2 separate regions of the Mus musculus genome follow, and region 1 is linked to region 2. Evidence: chromatin contacts called from public HiCAR-type data. All regions are on one chromosome and are shown on one strand. Each heading gives the region's core, a stretch centred on a gene start, on an enhancer-like site or on the middle of the called end of the contact. The rest is flanking DNA. Distances are from core to core; before and after follow the strand shown.

Evidence for each region. HiCAR-type assays count read pairs that join an accessible place to other places.
Region 1: a contact with region 2 is called in a HiCAR-type map of embryonic stem cells, with 5 times the contacts expected there. The contact joins two enhancer-like sites. A contact is called at or near these places in 1 of 484 Hi-C or Micro-C datasets (granulosa cells) and 1 of 115 datasets of contacts at active chromatin or transcription factors (embryonic stem cells).

Annotation. Positions count from the first base shown.
Region 1 is chr10:36,920,559-36,927,279 of GRCm38.p6, forward strand. No RefSeq gene overlaps it. Among named protein-coding and RNA genes, the nearest start is that of Hdac2, 51 kb to the right of the region's middle. Within about 2 kb of position 3,338, at least 4 of the 459 cell types and tissues checked have an H3K27ac peak or open chromatin away from gene starts, as enhancers often do. A contact at or near this core is called in embryonic stem cells, where this site is marked.
Region 2 is chr10:36,542,553-36,549,163 of GRCm38.p6, forward strand. All of the region lies in intron 1 of Hs3st5 (heparan sulfate (glucosamine) 3-O-sulfotransferase 5), which reads left to right. Among named protein-coding and RNA genes, the nearest start is that of Hs3st5, 39 kb to the left of the region's middle. Within about 2 kb of position 5,324, at least 7 of the 459 cell types and tissues checked have an H3K27ac peak or open chromatin away from gene starts, as enhancers often do. A contact at or near this core is called in embryonic stem cells, where this site is marked.

The sequences.
Region 1 (6,721 bases), core at 2,088-4,587, 380 kb after region 2:
TACCATGACCACGACAACTCTTACAAAGGAAAATACTTAATTGGCACTGGCGTACAGCTTCAGATGTTCAATCCATTATCATCATTGTGGGAGGCATGGCAGCATGCAGGCATACATGGAGTAGCCAAGAGTTCTACATTTTTATCTGCAGGTAGCAGAAGAGGACTATGTTGCACACTAGGTAGAGCTTGAGCATGGGAAACCTGGGCAGACCTTGAGCACAGGAAACTTCAAACTCACCACCACACTGATGTACTTCCTCAAATAAGGTCACACCTACTCCAACAAGGCCACACCTCCTAATAGTACCATGCCCTGAGAGCCAAGCATTCAACAATTAGTTTATGGGAATCAAACCTATTCAAACGACCACAGTTAGTTAGTTAGTTAGTTAGTTAGTTAGTTAATTAGTTAGTTAACTAGCTGAGATCTATAGCATGCATGAGGAGGAAGAGGGCAACATTCAGGACTTGATTCTCTTTTTGTGAATTCTGGGGATAAACCTCAGATCAGCCTTGGCAGCAAGCACCTGTCCCCACTGACCCATCATATTGGCTATATATAACTTTTCCACAGATATATCATGTAGTTTCCTTCTTTTGCTTTGCCTGGACCATCAGTGTGCACCCAGCCTAAGATGTCTGGCTTCAATGTCTACCTGTCAAACTTCCAACAGTATTTCAGTGCCTTTCTCAAAGGTCATTCCCTCTTCTAGACTCTTTTTCTTTCTGTTTTACTTTGTGACTGTATTTGAGCATATGGCCTCACACTGTTTTATAGTTATTTATAAAAGTTTCATATCTGAACTACTGCAGAACCTTTTCCAGCACAATTATTTATTAATGCACTCCAAAATTGCCTTCACTTGTCTGGTAGCTATTTCATATTTTCATCACACATTGAGCTGTGTGGTCAATTTAAATCCTTAATGCCATAATACTTGAAGGTTTAGCCCAGAGCATCCGAGGACCTCATTGTCAGGCTGGTAAGGAAGTACAGGAGAGGGAACACACGGCAGTGAGCAGAGAAAAAGCTTAGAACTCGGCAATCATCCAGCAATACTGACCTGGGATTGACAGCACCTGTCTCTCAGTTAAATGATGCAGTACTATCCTTAATCCCTTAATTAATTTTTCTTGCTTTAAATTGTTTCTGACAATATTTATGTAAGTATAGAGTTACTTTTTTATTTAAAAAAAAATGGATGGATTTAAATGAGAAGGGAATGGCAGAGATTCTGATTTGCTTGACTTCCCCCTCTGTCTAGACAGTGAGAGGTGGAAAGGGGTATGGAGAATGAGCCCAGGGCTCTTAGGGCCCTGCAGACAGGTAAGGTATAGAGATCTTTGCTGCAGAGCCAGGCAAACCTGGGTTCTTGCCAGGCATTGCCATTTGCCAAAGGTAATTGGTGTTTGTTTGTTTTTTAATCTTCCTCTGATCTGTAAAATGAAGGAAAATGTTTCCTCTTTTTAAAAAAAAGATTCCTGAAAGTGTAAAATATACACCTGGTCTATGGAAAGCATTAAGTAGCAATTTTCCAGCAGGAGCAAAGGCTTGGTGAGCTGTGTGTCTCTAAGCCTAGGTAGGATTTCAAGTGGAATTGTGCCTCCTGGAGCCCCATACATCAGCAACTGAACCAAGACAGACAGCCAAATGTGTAGTTTAAAGCAGCAGGAGTTAGCCCAAATCAAATTTAGTTCCATAGTATAGCAGTAATCCAGTTCACTTCATAGCACAAAGAGGAAACACAGGCCTAGGGACTGGAGGATGCCTCAGTGGGTCAAGTGTTTGCTGTTGACGCTTGAGAAAAATGTTAGGACTGGAATTAGGACCTCCATCACCTGAGTAAAAACTGGGTGGCTGAGATGACCCACTGGTAATCCTATCCCTTGAGGGATAGAGGCCAGAGATTCCTAGAGCAAGTTGATTAGCTAGACTAACTGAATTAGTCTTCAAGGACAGACCCTGCTCTAGTATATAAGGTGGAGAGCAAGCAAGAAAGATACTCAATATTAATCTTTAACCTCCACATGCATATAGCTGCATGTGCACACAGTTACATGTGTACCTCACCATACACTCATACCACACATGCATACACACACACACACACACACACACACATACATACATACATGCTTACACATAGAAGGAGGAGGGAAAGAAGTATATGAAAAGGAGAAGGAGAGGGTAAAGGAAGAGAAGAAGAGAAAGAGGAAGAAGAGGAAGGAAGGAGGAGGCAGAGACATGGTGATGGAATGAATGGAGATCTCCGTCACCTATATTGAGTCACAAATATAGCTGTTCCCTCTGTGCACCCACTCATGCAACTAGGAGGGGTGATACGTGCCTTTAATTCTGGAGGCAGACTCAGGCAGACCTCTATATGCTGAAGGCCAGCTTGGTGTACATGATGAATTCCAGATCAGCCAGAATATGCTGTGAGACGCTATGAAGATGGGAAGGAAGGAAGGAAGGAAGGAAGGAAGGAAGGAAGGAAGGAAGGAAGGAAGACTTGCCTTCCTAGTAAGAGATCATTTTAAGATTGGTTTTCTTCCAGTGTGTCTGTATCAGTTATCATAAACTTTGCATCTATTGGACCTTATAGACAAAATTTAGCAGTCACTGTTGAGGGGCTCTAACAGGCCAAACCATGGCAAACACACACTCAAGCATGGGAAACATGGAGCCAAGAGTTTTTGCCTTTACCTTTCTTCGCCTCGCTTAACTATTAGATGACATTTCTAGAGCTAGCCACCAAGGTCTGTGGGAACTCAAAGGGAGCTGTGGAAAGGGGGAAGGGAGGATAGCCCATGCCCCACCAGAGTTCCTCCTATGCTCTGGGCAGGCGGATGCAGGAGGGCTGCCGGACGCTTTCCGCTCAGCCCGGGTGGGCATCTAAGCCACTGACCCCACTCTATGGGGGGGTGGGGGGTGAACAAGGGGCAGCCCCCAACCTGGGACCCCGGAGTGACACCCTGTAGCCCTGGAGTTATGGAAGAAAGGGATGAGGGAGAGAGGTTCCCACACAGGCAAGTGTCTGTGCAGCAGACCTTGAAGAACAGAGACAGTTTATGGTTTTAAAGCTTTATTATAGAAAGGCAGCAAGAAAGAGAGAGACCAGCCATAGGCAAGAGGAGAGAAAGGGGAAAAGGAGAGAGAGAGAAGAAAGGCTAGAGAGTAAGAGGGAGAGAGAGGAAGAGAGGAGAGAGGAGAAGACAAAGAGAGAGTGAGAGAGTGAGGTGGGGCCAAACAGCCCCTCTTAAAGTATGCTACTATCTTTCCTGTTGCTAGGTAACTGGGGAGGAGTCTAGCCTGAAGGTCAGAAGCTTGGGACATTGTCTACGTGACTAACCATGCTTCTCATGTGGGGGCTGAGGGGTGCGGTAACTTCAACAAGAGCCAGGGTCCAGGAGACATGAGAAAATGCCTTCCATCCAATGTAGGTGGATTATCATCACCAGGTCCCAGGGTTCATCTCAGCTCGACTGGAAACCAGACTGTCTGTGTATAGCTCAATGCCCCACAAAAGTCCATTCCCTTATTTGACCACTGACTTATTCCTGAGACTCATTACCAAGACCCAACTATCAAAACCCCAAGGTCCAGGAATCAAAATCCATTCTTTTGACTAACCTAATTAAAATACCCAATCAGAACTTAGCAACACAACCTAGTCCTAGCTCATTCTCTAAAAATTAACACTTGCAAAGCTAATTGCTGCCACTTTGTCTGCCCAATTCAGATTCAGCGCCCCCGCCCCTGTCTCTTTGCTAGCTTAATAATGGACCTTTTTGCATCTGTTTTGTGCTTAGTAATTTATATTTGGGAGTGGTCTGTACCTAATCCTGAGTCCAGTCAGAGTCATCCTAGAGTAGGCCAGGCTCTTCTACCAGGGCAGCCTGCCACTCCCCTCCAGAACATCCTGCAATGATTTCAGGATTTCAGAAAGTAAGCACCAGGATTAAGTCAAATGCCACAGTGCACAACTACAATACTTGGGATGTAGAAGCCGGAAGACTGCTGCAAGTTTGAGGCCAACCGAGCCTATATAGCAAGTTCCAAGCCAGCTAGGGCTGTTAAATGAGCCCCTATCTCTGATGGTGATGATGATGATGGTGATGATGGTGATGATGGTGATGATGATGGTGATGATGGTGATGATGATGGTGATGATGGTGATGATGGTGATGATGGTGGTATGATAATGATAGGCAGGAAGGGCAGGGTTCAGTTGCAATCAAAGGTAAACACCTGTGTGATTATTTGTGCTTTGTGGTTCCTGGCACCCCGTGTAGGACTTTGTACTTCATGGCACAGTATGATTCTAAGATTTATAATGCTGAACATTTTGTAAACTAGAGCAAGACACTGAATCAGTTAGCACTCTTGGGACTGCATCATAGATTCAGGCTTACAGGCTGTGTGTTTTCTGAAGAAATTACTTAACCTTTCATATCTCATCTGTAAAATTGGCATTACAACTGTCCTCACTCATGAAGAGTACATATGATAGTCAATGCCTGACATGACGTCTTCTCTTGGTACCTATGTGTAAGCATAGTGTGTCTTTACCCTCTATTAAATATGTTGAAGTTTTGGGAACGAGTGATAGATATTCATAACCTGTATACTGGATAAAACAAGATAATAGGCAAACCCCTCAGTATGTCTTACTTAAACCATAATCTTCCCTGGCAGACTATGTCCTTTCTTGACTTTGCAATCTTCTTGGCCATTTTAAGTATTTTTCAATCAATTGTTTTGAGGAAACTCTGAAGTACCATGTACATATCTGATAAAGGTCATCAAGTCTTGTATTATCTCTGTCATGTGGGTCTGAGCTTTCCCAGCCCTCATCCTTACCAACCCCCTACCCCAGACTCCACCCCTGCTTCCCTGCTGCAATGCTGTGGCTGAAAGCTGCATTTCTGGTGCACATAGACCACATTTCTGAGAACAGCCCTTACCTCACCTGGAAGGTGGAATTGGTCTGAACTAATTTGAGCTTCTCAGGATTTTTATGCACTGCAACAAATAAGACAATGGTGATTGGCCGATACTGTGGGGTAGAAAGCCATGCTGTCAGATGAATAGTCAAAAAAACAAACCAAGCAAACAAACAAATATAACCCAACAGCTTCTGAGTGGTAACCAACAACAGCTCCAGGACTGTAAGGGTCACACTGTCTCTGAGTGTAAGCCATTCTTGGTACGATAAACAGTTACAGAGGCTGAACTATGGCTCTTCTATGGCCATAGTTACTGTCCCAGGCTGGACCTGTGACCAAGAGTAGCCAAGAAACTGATAAAGGCATATACCTCACTGAACCTTTCTTTCTCCCACTACACATGCAAATAGAAGCTTGGTACCCAAGCTGATACACATTTTAAGGATGGGGCTAACTCTGGATGGAAAATAACCGATGTGTGATAAAGCTGTACAACTGCTGAACCTACCATCCCTGAAGCCCACCCCATCTATCCTAGATCCCCTGGTGCAAGGGTAATAACTGATATTAAGCAACTTCAGTATCGCTCGGTCCACTGTGTTCTAACTAACTCAGTCTTGCTCTATTTTATAAATTTTCTGACATTGTAATTCACAGAGTGCTTCTATACTGCAAGATATTACATACAGCTTTAGTAATTGGTGTTATGGGCCCCAGCACTCAGAAAATCATAAATGGAATTTTATGTTCTTCCTGGGTCCTTGTTAACCTTTCCATGGTGAATGAAAGCTGCTTTTAAAATGGACTGTTCTGCTTGCACCTCATTTTTATCCTTTGCATGTTGGTGTGATGGATGCACTTCTGTAAGTTATGGTAAATCTGGTGTTTGCACACACACACACACACACACACACACACACACACAATTATGAAATCTTAAAAACTTTTTAAAGTAGTTCCCTGGGGAATTCCAAAATAGCAAGTTCATAATTACTATATAAAAAATTTTCATTTCAGAGAACTCAAAAACTATGTGAACATGTGACACTCAGAGCTTACAAAACGGCCTGTGGTTATTTGTACTAGTTTCTGTGGTGTATCCATTTTGAATGTGTTAAACCCAGCTACCACAGGTGGACAAAAGCCAAGGCGGCCACCTGTGTCAGCTGGTCATTGGTCCCGTAGATCTGTGGCAGAAGAGGCAACAGTGGCTCAGACAGCCTACAGATACCTTTCCTCATCACATATCCACTCCAGTTCCAGCATATGCCTTGGCATCTGTGTGTGCAGCAAAGAGAGAAGCAGATGTTTACACAGAGGTCTGTATAATTAGGATAGTGATGAAGCAGATCTGAAGTCCTGTAGGTAACACAGTTCATTCCCATGGCCCTGTGTTTGTAGGCAGCAGTGGATGCAATCACTGCAAAGAAAGCTTTCCGTTTTTTCTACTCTGGAGTTCCCATAAAAGCAGGATACCTGGGCCGGAATGCTTAATCTCATTATGTTAATTCATTAACTCCTGTACTGCTATGCTGCATGCACTCGTGCGTTGTGTTAACATGATGAACGTTTAGGAGCTGAAGAAGATAAACTCTCCTTACCTGTTTATATAAGCAGTCTCAGGGCACATTGGCCAAGTAAACAATTTGGCTTCCCCAAAATGGTATTTCTGGGCTTTTTGAGTAAAGTACCCTCAGATTTTGTAAATTTAGCTAACGGCATACCCTGGACACATTAAAGGTTAGAGGTACGGGGTCTCTCATTTTTGT
Region 2 (6,611 bases), core at 4,074-6,573:
TTGAAAGGCTTGTTGAAAACTATAAATAAGTCTAGAAACTCTTTTCTTTAGATCAACTTTTATAGTTATGAAATAAATATTGGAAGAAGAGCTCTGGCAGACATTATTTAACGTAAACTTAATTTTCTGCTTAAAATGTTCAATAATTTTGGTGCAAAGACAAATGTAGTACTATATTTTTTCAATCTTTTTTGCTTCATATTAAAAAATGATGTGGTGGCACATGCTTTTAATACCAGTACTTGGGAGGCAGAGGCAGGTAGATTTCTGAGTTCGAGGCTAGCCTGGTCTATAGAGTGAGTTCCAGGACAGCCAGGGCTACACAGAGAAACCCTGTCTCAAAAAAAAAAAACAAAAACAAAAAAAAACAAAAAAAAAAAAACAAAAAAACAAAAATAAAAAGCGAAAACAAAACATGGTGATGCTTAACACAAAAGGATTTATGACATTTCAACCCAGTTGGTTACTATTTAATTCATTACACTGGATAATACTTAAGAAATACATATATATGTCTGATTGACAAGTCAGTTCTATAGGAAAAATTTCACTTATTAAATACTTAAATCCATGCCCCAGGCAATTCTCTTTGTATTGTAAGTATCTTACAAGCTTCGGTTATGAAGAAAATACTTTCTAGAGAATTCATTTCCTCTGGCGCATATGTGGATAATGAGAAAGGATTTCTTAGATCATGACCAAAGTGCTCTCTTTTCAGCCTCTGGGTGACTTCTTGTGAAAAGTCAGCCTCCTTGGCCTCACCTCCTCTAAGTCTGCTTTATTAAAATGAGAGGAGAGGCTCTGTTGGTACCATTAACCACATGCCAAAGGAATTCAAAATTCTCTACAAAAAAAAGGTGCTTTGTGGAATCAGGTCTCAACCTTGCTTCCTTTTTTACCAGTTTATGCAAAGGTGTTGTGCAGACTCCGGACCTCTTGTCTTAAATCTTCTTGCCTGAGAATCCTAGGTCCTCCATGACAAGTGGGCCTCAGCTACCAGGGGTGAGGATGTCTCCCAGGGCATATCAAGTTTTTTTCTGGCATGGGAGAGCCACTAGGAGAATCACTTCATTGCCATGTCTATAGCTCCTGTCTCTTTACTTGGGCTTCTGAAACAAACCCTATACACTTCAGTGGCTAGGTCAAAATATTGTGAAAGATCTGTTTCCTTCTTTTATTTATAATGAAGTGGTCAGTGAACTATGAAGTAGGTATAAAATGAGAATATTTTGCACTATGCAAACCAGTCGAACAGAGGTAAGAAAGTTATTAATAGACTTAGGATTGAAAAAGAGCTGTAAAATTTCAGTTTACTCCTGATAAATTTTATACTTAATAGTGGGTAAAATTCAGCTCAGTGTTTTAATAGACATTTAGTCTTACTCCATGAAATAAAAACTATTCTGTTATTTACTTATTTCTTTCCCATGATTGGTGGCAGGATATATGTTGTCCCAGTTAATCAGTTTTTCTCACACAACTTCTAAGCATCCACCATGAATCAACACAGTAAGACTTTTACTGCTTTAGTCTTAATACAGAAAATCAAGTAATTACGTTAAAAATCTGAATAGAGTGTGTATCAAAATGGTCAAAACTCATAAATCACTCATAAGTCACACAACACAAAGCTGATAAACATGAATATTGTTGAGGATAAATACTACCTCACCTCACATTCCTGCTATGTAAAATGATAATATTTTCATGTTTTCCAGGCTGTGTTACTATCAAAATCATGCTGTCCATTAAAAAAAAGCTAACCTCATCTCACTAGTAAATGCTCATTCATCTGCTTCTTACTTTTAAATGCAAATTTTTCACCCTTTACCTTTATGGGGAGATAATTTAAAGTAGAATTTACATATGATATGTTGTATTTTACATGGGCTTTAATATCAAAATTATTTTATGAATGTCTTCTAAGTTCGTATTTTAGACCAGCATCAATAAATCCAATTTTAATCTTAGTTTCTATATTAAGTTTTAATATAGCAATAAAACTCTTAGACATCTCTTTGTTATATCAAACAGGGGATTTTAGTGTAGTCCTTAAAAATCTTAGTGTAATACTCAATAGATATTTATGTGAGGAAAAAAAGTAAGTCCAGTTGTAATACACGTTCTTCAAATGTGACCCTCTTCACTATTCTCATAAAAGAAAGAATAATAGTGTTGATATGATTTAAGCACTGACCATAGTACTATGTAGCCACAGGCATCCTGTAACAATCAGAAAGATGTCCTAGCCAACTTAGATCTAGACCTGCACTATGGATATAATAGAATACGTGGGCTTAGGAATCAAAATATAGAATTTTCTCTCAGAACCCACAATCTTAATTTCAACTTCCTATATCAACAAGCATAGAAGTGTAATTGGCATTTCCTGATAATGTCCCTTGCTTAACAAGTATGGAATATGTTTATTCTGCTCTTGCTACTTCAGCTAATTGTATACAGGTTTCCCATATCCTTCCCCCAGTCTGCAACAGCTCCTACTGCTACCTGTTCTTTGGTGGTCAGAAATAGGTTTCAGGAGGAATGAAGAGATTTTTAAAATGAAGCAAAGAAGCAATTTTATCTTATGTTTCACAGGCAGGGCATGGGTGTTGAGCATTCAGGATGATGATTTCTAGCAAACTCAGAAACAGATAAGGACTATCAGGTCTCTGACTCGGATTCCCATGTTATAAATCATTTATTACATTTTTATTTACACTAGATTTCTGAATAAAACTTGGCACATTTTTAGCAGTTACCTCTTTGTCTTCTAGGGTTAAATGAGACTATTTAGTCTATAATCATTTTTATGGTTATATGATTAATAGTGAACATATAGGGGAAAACTTTCAAAGTATGGCCCATAGACTCCTGATTACCTCTAGTCACTAGCCAGAGATTCTTAAAAGACAAAGCTATTTTTTTTCTTTTCATTACATTGCTATTTGCATGATTGGGACAAAACTCATTTGTGAGTTGCTCCAAACTGATTGTCATGCATTCATACTGAGAAGAGAGTAGAAGGAGACAACTTTACCTAGGAATGTAATGAAAGAGTACAAGTTACTAACTATATTATCAACCCTTGAATATGCTTTTATTAATACACTATGTACTGAAATCGAGTATACATACAAAACATTTGTTCTGCATACACCAATACAAATATTTTCTTGAGAGAAAGGCTCAGGTGGATTATTTGAGTTGCTAGCTGAACTAGCCACATTTTCATTGTACTAGTTATTTTACTGTAAAAAAAAAGGATTAGCATTGTAGCATCATTCATACTTAGCTATTTTACAGATATTTTGTCAAGAAATGATCAAAGTTGATAATATTTGTTTATATAGGGTTCCAGATTTCAAGAAAAAGTACTAGAAAAAAATCTATGCTTATGACACCATTAGTGTGACAGCTTTTCTGATGAAGTAACTGGTTGTATTAATAAATGTGAATTTTGAATAAAGAAATGTGTCAACAGGTAGAAAATCTTCAGAAATAACACCAGTACTTTGTAAGAGTCCAATGCATTACTTTATAATTTATGCTTGCTAAAACTCCATTCAAAGTGAAAAATAGGTCAATATATTTTAATATGCTGGAGTTGATTGATATAGTTTCAGATTCCACATTACAACTACCCTTTAAGACACTATTGCTTGTCAACTTTTGCTGTAGTAGAAAGAATGATGCTCAAAATTACATGAAAGGTATTAAATCACTCTTTCCTTTTCCACTTGCAGAATTATGTGAGCTCAATTTTTTATTTCTCTACCAACACAAATGTAATGTTAGAACACACCGACTACTGAGGCATTTATGACAGATTGTGAATAAGCCATATATGTGTTAAGTAGATTTGTAAGCATATAAAATAGTAGATACCTTCCTAACTTCCTACACTTTTACGCTTTGAATTTTTTTGTAATTATTTTTGCAATATTATTATTGATGATAACATATAATAAAAGATTCATTATTTTTTAAAGATGTAAGTTATACAGGTTTAAATGTCTATCATCATAGGAATGATTGATAATACCTATAAAATCAAAAACATTTTTAAAAAATTATCTTTTTTTTTAAAGTTCAGTTGTTATCCCTCTTGCAGACTGCCCTCTGACAGTTCCTCATTCCCCCCCCCCCCCCAGCCCTCCATCCTCGTCTCCAGGAAGATGTCCCACCCCCCTTGAGAATTAATGATTACAGACCATTTAGTGTGTGCTATGGAGGAAGGTACTCAAATCTAAAATAAATCACCACTAGCCACTAGAGGGCGCATTCATTTTATATAAATGTATAGTGGAGAGGCAATAAAATTGACCTATAAGGATGCCACATTTTATTAGTAGGCCAATATTGTACCTAAGAATCCATTCACTAAAGACAAGACTGAAGAAAACACAAGTCCTTAACATATGATGCCATGTGAAAAGAAGTCATCATGTATTCCTCTGATTGCATCCTTATCCATACCATATCAGAATGGTGGTTTTGTTTTTGTTTTTGTTTTTGTTTTTGTTTTTCATTTTACTGACTTTTGTGTAACTGCTGATTGAATGGATATCAGTCAGAAACACTTCTTAAATCTTGTGTTTTGCCCAGGGATTTTTATATCTGTTACATTAGAATGGCTATGCCTATGGATAGAATTGTTATTCAATAAGTTATTTTCTCTTTTCTGAAGCCAACAGAGAATCACATGTCTACTGAAGCCCAATCATTCCTGTTTTGTTTTGGTTTTAATTTTCCTTTAAAAGTTCCTTAAATTTCTTCCTTTCCTTTCTTTTCCTTTCCTTTCCTTTCCTTTCCTTTCCTTTCCTTTCCTTTCCTTTCCTTTCCTTTCCTTTCCTTCCTTCCTTCCTTCCTTCCTTCCTTCCTTCCTTCCTTCCTTGCTACGTCCACTCCAGTGAAGTCTGCTTGGCAGGCCTAAAAGCCTGTAAGCAGTCACGAGGCGAGTTTCACGGAAACAGCCTCCTGGAACCTTGGCATTCCCATAGCTGTATACTCAAAACCTGTCCCTGCGTTAGTCTGGTGCATGGATCCATGTGCTCTCTTTCAGTATTGTTTTATTATAAGTGCCTTTTAGGATTGATTTTGACATATAGCTAAGCCTTTGCCTGTGTTCCAATGTCCTAGGCAGCCCTTGAAGCTGACCCTGAGCTTGGAATTCAGTAAGAATGTTACCAATTTGGTAACACTCAAATTTACTTCTAGTAGAGACAGTGAAAATAATCAGGCATTACAATTTACTTGACTAGAGCTTGAAAGCTCAGGGCTAGTCTGCATAGTAATTACTTAGGACAATAGCCGAATCACACCCAAACAGGAATACAAAATGGTCTAGGAAATGGGTGAGTTGTCACATGAAAGGGTTAGTAGAACTCCCTGGTCCAGGTTTTTTTTTCACTAGGCCCAGAGGAATAGCATAATCAGGTATTTACTAAAGAACCCCTGGTGGTGGGTTTAACAATAGACTAGCATTGCATCAGAGCATTCACCTGGCTCCTGTGTTTAGCAGATCTTTTTAATTAAGGATTGTTCCTATTCTCAGTGGTAAACATGGCCTGGCTCCACACCATCTTTTTATGTATGCATTCTTTTTTGTTTTGTGTCACTGTAACTTGGTGGATATGTTCGCCTGGCTTTCTTGTTTTTCTTCTGTATTAAAAGGCTGGTGTTCTTTAGGAGAAAATACATTCAGATTCAACACTCCCTTGTCTGGGTCTGTTTGTCAATTCTCACCGACTCTTTGTGCCCATCTGTCTGAAACCCTGATTCCACACGGATAGAGAGAGGCCAACTGGGCCCGATCCATCCGTGGCACTTCCTCCCTCCCTCCCTCTCTTCCTTCCTTCCTTCCTTCCTTCCTTCCTTCCTTCCTTCCTTCCTTCCTTCCTTCCCTCCTTCCCTCCCTTTCCTTCCTTCATTCCATCATTCCTTCTTTCTTTTCCTTTTTTTTTTTTAACATTTTTATATGTAAGTATCATTGTACTTTGCTTACACTGTTGTCTCCCCTTCTCCCTTGGTCCTCTTCCTAATTAGGAACGTTTTAAATAAGTTCAAACCTAATTCAGTAAGAGTAGTGTCAATGTTGTTGATCTATTGATAAGTTGAGAAAGTATGGCATGTTCTTCCTATGAATAATAAAGACAGTGTGACTTGGGCGTGAGATGAAGAATTGAGGCTGAAGATGCAGCCCAATGCTCTCATGGCAAAGAAGAGCATGAAAAGGGGACTGGAAAGAAGTTTTTGATCACTAAATCACTGAACTGAAGCTTACCCAGACTAATTTTTGTTTCCAGACACATATTGTACCCCAAATATCTGCTCCGTAATTTTTTTGTAAGAGTTTTCATTATTCCTCATTGCTTTTTGGATGGTTTAATGTATTTTAGCCTGGCATCTATGTATCTGAATTATTGTCCTATGTTTTACTTAAGTTGGAAGATGATTGATAGTTTAATTTTGCTTATAGCCACAGTGAAGAAATAAAGCCAGGTAACTCTATCATTTATAAACTTAAGCATGACCTTCGCTTAGTATTTCTCACATGCTGCCATAATCCATTGATCACTTAATAATCATTTTCTGTGGCTCCCAGCAGG